Linked DNA regions of Sus scrofa: region 1 is linked to region 2. The links are chromatin contacts, called in public Hi-C maps. All regions are on one chromosome and are shown on one strand. The core of a region is the stretch at or near the end of the contact, and the rest is flanking DNA. Distances in the headings are between cores, read along the strand shown. Region 1 overlaps TMOD1 (tropomodulin-1). Region 2 holds the start of CCDC180 (coiled-coil domain-containing protein 180).

Region 1 (3,462 bases), core at 721-3,220, 260 kb after region 2:
CAGATGCTTAACCCTCTGAGCAAGGCCAGGGATCGAACCTGCAACCTCATGGTTCCTAGTTGGATTTGTTTCTGCTGCACCACGACAGGAACTCCATCTTCATTTTTAAAATGGGGAAAATTAATTCCTGAGTAAGTGGATGCCTCTCCCTTCTCCCCATCCAGTTGCTGTAAAAGCTGATGCCAGGGGAACCCTACACAGGCATAGCCCAGCATACATGAGGGCGTGTAGGGGCATAAAGCACAGGATCCCTTTCTGTACCCTGGGCCATGGGCTGGGGACTCAGGTTCTTGTCCTGGCTCTTCTGCTCACTCTCAGGGACCCTGGCTCCCTTCTCTTCTCCAGGGGAAAGGAGCCAGTCCTCCTTGTGAGAATCAGATGAGATGTGGACCATATATAGAGCCTATATAGACAGGGACAATATAGACTGTTCCAAGGGAGCACTGAACTGCGGCTCACCAGCCTTGTTCCATCTGGTACCAGCTCTATTGCTTTGAGCAAGAAATGTACCCTGTCTGCCATAACGTGGCAATGCTAACAACACTGACACTCCAGGACTGCTGGAGGGGCGCCAATGAGGGGTTGAGAGTGAAAGGGGTGTGACGCTTGTACAGCTAACGGAGATAGAGCCAAGCCTGGCTCATGTAACCCCTTGGGTCGCTTTGGGCAAACCTCTTCTGCTCTCTGGGCTTTGGTTTTTGTTCTCCCACAGCTCTTGAGCATTCTGATGGTCTCCAGGAATCTGGCCAGACACAGTCCTCTCTCCAGGAGACTGCCGCTGATTTACATTAATTTTTCTTTCTGGGGGAGTGGAGAGGAGAGGAGGAGTTCAGGCAAAGTTTGAATTCTAGGCCCCAGAGTGGGCGGCCTGTGTGCTCCCGTGTCCCTCCGTGCCGGCTCCTAGCCACAGCCTGAGTGACACACCTTCCTGGTGGTTCTGCTTTGTACGCTCAGTGTCCCGCACAGGCCCATTCAGTTCTTGGTGCAGCTCATATGCATCTACCTGCTCGGCTCGGGAACTGGAAAACACTTCTAAGCATAGACACTTTTTTCTTCTCCCAATAGCTTCCTGCCTTTGCCACACCAGCAGCCCCCTTGACTGCACCTACTGGTTCTACAGAGGTCTTTGACCTTTCTCTTGTGGCTGACCTAGCTTACTGCTTGGTTTTCATCTGCAGGCACAGTCATTTGTTTCACACACTCTCTCTTCCTTGTTACAACAGAGGGGACCCCTACCCCTGGCCTGCTGGCAACCATCCCACTACCTGCAAGCTAATAACCTCAGCCTGCAACCCCCTGGCTTATGCTTCCCTCTTTACAACATTCAACTACGTTGTTATGTGAACAGTGTTTGGGCCTAGATTGTCTTGCCCTGGGAAAATGTCAAGGTTAACCCTAAGGAGACACAGATAATCCAGAGTAATTTTCAGGGCAGACACGGCTGTTTACACAGGCAGGCCAGGAGCTCTGAGAAGGCTGGGCGAAATGTTTCCAGCAGGTTAAGATTTCATTAAGATTGATTGAACTGAACTCTTATCTGAACCAAAGTAAGGATCTCCAACCACAGAGCCTCTGTACACAAAGGAAGAGAGCAGAATTGGATGAAGTGGGCTTTCTATCTGTGTGACTGGCGATATACAAGTAGTTCATGAACAAATCCACGCCAGTTAGAGACCCTCCTCAGTGACCACTCACAACTGTCCTTTAAGAACAACAGACTTGGTGGCTCAGCGGGTTGAGGATTTGGTCTTGTCATTGCTGTGGCTCTGGTTACAGCTGTGGTATGGATTCAATCTCTGGCCTAGGAACTTCCACACCAAAAAAAAAAGAAAAAAAAAATCAATCAAAAAACAACAGACTCCAGACTGTGCTAATGGAAGTTGGTGAGAAGCCTCCCAGCACTCAGCCATGGTGGTGGCTCCTGATGCACAGGGACAGCTGGTTCATGTCTCATCTTTCCTTTCCAGTGAGGAAGAGAAGGCTGGCAGACTTGACCGGGCCCATCATTCCCAAGTGCCGGAGTGGCATCTAGTGTGTGCGGGTGCTGACCACGCCTTTGAACTGGACGTGTCCTACTGATAAGCTGTGCTCTGCAGTGGAAACCGGAAGGCAAAGTGCCGGCACAGACCCTGCTGTGGTTCAGTTCTTTATGCACTAAGGTTTTAGGTTAGCTAGTGGTTGTAGTTGAAACTTTTATAAACTATGGTTAATGTGAAGTTTTTCTTTAGTCACAGAAGTTCAGTCTGGTTATTATTTAAAAACTAAGAAGCCCCTGAACCAGCAGATCTTACTGAAGACGATATTATAGCAGCAGTGACTTACCCCCTGGAGCCCCGTTTGGGTGGCCTTGCTGTGTGGTGTTTCAGGTGCATTTAAAATACGAGACATGAAAAAACAGCACCCTCTTCCATGTGGTTTAAAAGCGTTGTAAGATACTTTATTACAAATTTGATCTTAGCTCTCTAGAAAACGAGACAGATCAACATTCTTTATTAACACTCCTTTAAATTTTAAGAACCTCAAGATTAAGGTTGCCAAACTGATTTTTGGATCAAGAACACAATTTTTTTTCCCCCCTCAAGAAAGAAAGACTGAAGCGACAAAGCTCTGCCAGGAATCAAAGAACATAAGATTCCTTATACTGGATACAAGGAAATAATACAAAAAGCCAATGGTGGAATTTCAAATTTTTAAAACTGTCCTTTTTTTATTCTTTTTAAAAAACCTATTCCAGACAACAAACATTTCCCTATGTTCTTTATGAACACCTGGGATTTACTTACAATTTGATACCGGAGTCAGAAAATTTCTTCCTTATATATAATGCCAATCTTACAGTGGATGTGAAACCTATGGCCAAACACCTTTCTCTATCGCACAGCGGACCAATGCCTCATGTGAGATAAGACACTAGAGAGACAAATTTCTAGTCTATCATGGCTTAAGCTTACAGAATTCAACTACCTGTCATGTCACTCATTTGTCAAGTCACCGCTGATCTCATGCCTGTCAATTAAGCCTCTCAAGACCAATGGTGAAGACAATCCAGATGTTTAGGAATCAGGAAACCTGGCCAAACCATCCCTAGATGATTATTCTTAAAATGTAATTTTGGCATTTCTGCCGGATCCCTTTTAACATCATGTGCATCTCTTGAGATCCAGCAAAAATGTTAAGCTCAATGCCCTTGTGCCTTTTAATATACCACAGTGCCAGTTAAACTAGTATTTCTGTTGCTTGGGGAGTTATTTTCATGAGTGATTCAGCAAATCTTATGATAAAGGACAGGCCAAAGAGCTGATGAGCACAGACTAAGCCGCAGAGCACTGCGCAGAGAGGCTTTTGATGAAAAAGGGCAAGTCTTGCACACTGAACTGTAATGACGTGGACAGTACAGGGTAACCAGAGGTGGAGCCAGGGCCTCACCACTATGGAGGAGTATCTACTGAGGCTGCAGATGGG
Region 2 (3,075 bases), core at 465-2,964:
TCTGGCCTTGTCCTTTCTACCTGTGCCATTTGATCTCTTTACATTTTCTTGCCACTTAGTGCTGCTGCAATTCTAGAGACTGAACTAGAAAACTATGAGTTCCTAATATTTGGCCAAAAGAAATCTCAACAAGAGAAGCAGAAAATAGGTTCTCTTCCTTAAGAGCTCTAAAAAAGCAGCCACTGGAATTCCTGTCATGGCTCAGCAGTAATGAACCTGACTTAATACCCATGAGGATACATGTTCAATCCCTGGCCTCACTTGGTAGGTTAAGGGTCCAGTGTTGCCATGAGCTGTGGTGTAGGTCATAGATGCAGCTCGGATCCCACATCACTGTGGCTGTGGTGTAGGCCATCAGCTGCGGCTCTGGTTTGACCCCTAGCCTGGGAACTTCCACAAGCTGCAGGTGCGGCCCTAAAAAAAAAAAAAAAGGAAAAAAGGAGCCACTGTCCTGGGGCAGGAAATGGTCCTGGCAAGTGGTATTTTAAAAGACACCTACAGGGAGTTCCCGTCGTGGCGCAGTGGTTAACGAATCCGACTAGGAACCATGAGGTTGCGGGTTTGGTCCCTGCCCTTGCTCAGTGGGTTAACGATCCGGCGTTGCCGTGAGCTGTGGTGTAGGTTGCAGACGCGGCTCGGATCCTGCGTTGCTGTGGCTCTGGCATAGGCTAGTGGCTACAGCTCCAATTGGACCCCTAGCCTGGGAACCTCCATATGCCGCGGGAGCGGCCCAAGAAATAGCAAAAATAAATAAATAAATAAATAAAAATAAAAGACACCTATATTTCAATGGTTATGGCTATGCCTGGGGAAGTACCTTCAACCTCCAAATACCAAGAGTTCTGAGGGCCTGTCTCTGCTCCTGGCCCAGGTTAATGACACTGAAATGACCATGTCCTCTGAGGAAGGGGGACTTGAGGGTTTCCTTCAGTAGCCAGAGAGGGGCACTGGCCTAATCTCCTCCCACATGCAGAAAGCCGATGATCCTGAAAGAGGTCTTAGTTCAAGGAAGAATGTAGGAGTCTGTATCCCATTGAAATTAGCATGGGAAGTGAAGGAACCAAACTGTCTCTCAGGCTGTTAAAAAAAATACAATAATATTCAAATCTAGCATTTACTATTTTTTAATTAATTAATTAATTAATTTGTCTTTTTAGGGCTGCACCCGTGGCATATGGAGGTTCCCAGGTCAGAGCTATAGCTGCCAGCCTACGCCAGAGCCACAGCAATGCCAGATCCAAGTCATGTCTGCGACCTACACCACAGCTCATGGCAATGCTGGATCCTAACCCACTGAGCGAGGCCAGGGATCGAACCCACAGCCTCATGGTTCCTAGTTGGATTCATTTACACTGCGCAACGATGGGAACTCTAGCATTTACTATTTATAACAAATAAATATTGCCCTCTCCAGCAGGTAACTAGATGCTAGGGAAGAACTGTCAGGGAGAAGGGGTAGAGGGTAGAGTCACTCCCTCTTCTCCTGACTTTCAGGAGACCCCCAGGAAAAGGCTCACAATGTTATCCTTCACCTCAGGGCAGGAGGAGCTGGCTCAGTGCACCTCCAAGTGCCCTGCTGTGTCCCCATTGCTGAGGAAGAGGTTGCACTTGAGCTGGTCTCAGGAGTATGACCTGCCATAGGCCCTGGGCTCTGTGTTGGGGCCTGGTGGCTGCATAGAGGAGAGAGATCACCTTGAAAGTCTCCCCCAATGTCATGACCCAGCCTCCCTGCCCCACCCCCACTGCACTCTGTGTTCCAGACCCTGTGCTGAGTGCTCCAACAGTCAACAGTACCTCATTTGTCCCCATCTTGTGAGAGATCATTTAGCATCACCATTTCACAGAGAAGGAAACTGAGTCCCAGAAAGCTGAGGTGAATCACCCAGGCATGGGCAGTAATAATAAATCTAGGATCTGACTCCCCAAGACCATGCTTTGCCCTTAGAATTCAGCTGCTGCCAGGCTGGACACTCACTCACCCCTGGGCTTGACAATGGCCAGTTCTTCTTGGCCTCTAATATTCTGCTGGCTCTCTAGGACATGGGCTCCAGCTGGCAGAACAGAGTGGTACCTGTGAGCCTACCAGGAGCCACCCCTCAGGTGTCCCTCCCACTGCCTCCCAGCAGCTGGAGTTCAGGTGCACCGCAGGTCACCATGTAACAAGGTCTGGGTCACCCAGGAAACTGTGGCCATAGACTCTTTGGAGCTGACCCCCAGGAAGATTTGGCTGTGAAGGCAGAGTTTGTACCTGCTCTCACTCCAGCTCCTTCCTGGCCTCACCTCTCATTCTCACTGAGCTGCTTCGTGTCCTGGAACCATGCCCTAAATTGTTCCTTATGCTTGAGGTTGTAATGGCTTTCAGCCACCTGGAGAAGCAGGATTTCTCTCATTAATTTGTATTCCTGAGGCCAGAGGGAAGGACAGAATGCAAACAGGTTGGGCGAAGGATGCTGTAGAAGCCTTGCAGGGGTAAGTAGAGAGGCAGAGGTCCAGTCCTGGGTCTTTGCACCAATGGGAACCCTCCTTCCTTCCAGTTCCATCCAGGCCCTACCTGTTCTCAGAAATAGGTGTAAATAGCCTTCCCTCCAGGAAGTTGTCCTTGAGGGCAGCCACCTTCCCCCATCTGCCATTTCAATAAGTCTCCTGCTTCTCTGTTATCAAACTCTCTCAATAAGTGATCTGATTCCCCTAGGGGGCAGACCGCCAGAGTCCATCAGAAAGCCAGGAAGCCCAGAACCAGCCCCCCATCCTCACCCCTCTCATGATGTACTACCGCAAGAGCCCTCGAGGGGGCAGTGCACACCGAGAAAACAGGACTTGGACCTGGGCCAGGCTTTGGGCACTAACGCTGGGGGGACATGAGAGCTGAGACTCAGGGGCATTCTAGCCCAGTCCTCTCTGATGACAGATGTAGAGACCAAGGCCTCAGGCAGGAAGGGACATAGAGGGACTTGGATGAATGGGCCTCAAAGAGTCATATAGATTAGTATTTTTATTGTAATTCCATTCAAGCCTTGAAGCCCAGATTCCGAGCCCTTCAACCGCTTTTAATCTAAGAAAGATAGGTCTCTTTTA

The links. Hi-C and Micro-C count contacts between places; a contact is called where the count stands out from the background.
Region 1: a contact with region 2 is called in a Hi-C map of fetal skeletal muscle, with 1.8 times the contacts expected there. The contact joins the enhancer-like site here to the promoter of CCDC180 in region 2. A contact is called at or near these places in 3 of 5 promoter capture datasets (fetal liver, fetal skeletal muscle and liver), 9 of 47 Hi-C or Micro-C datasets (embryonic fibroblasts, fetal skeletal muscle, heart right ventricle and 6 more) and 1 of 2 datasets of contacts at active chromatin or transcription factors (alveolar macrophages).

The regions. Positions count from the first base shown.
Region 1 is chr1:239,464,176-239,467,637 of Sscrofa11.1, forward strand. It overlaps TMOD1 (tropomodulin-1), which reads left to right. Exons shown (of 10, transcript XM_003353588.5): 10 at 1,968-3,462. The coding sequence ends at 2,032. It overlaps TSTD2 (thiosulfate sulfurtransferase/rhodanese-like domain-containing protein 2), which reads right to left. Exons shown (of 10, transcript XM_005660262.3): 10 at 2,416-3,462. Among named protein-coding and RNA genes, the nearest start is that of NCBP1, 27 kb to the right of the region's middle. Within about 2 kb of position 1,971, at least 12 of the 83 cell types and tissues checked have an H3K27ac peak or open chromatin away from gene starts, as enhancers often do. A contact at or near this core is called in fetal liver, fetal skeletal muscle and skeletal muscle, where this site is marked.
Region 2 is chr1:239,205,914-239,208,988 of Sscrofa11.1, forward strand. CCDC180 (coiled-coil domain-containing protein 180) reads left to right here and starts at 1,715. Exons shown (of 42, transcript XM_021085122.1): 1 at 1,715-1,790; 2 at 2,038-2,137. The coding sequence starts at 1,715.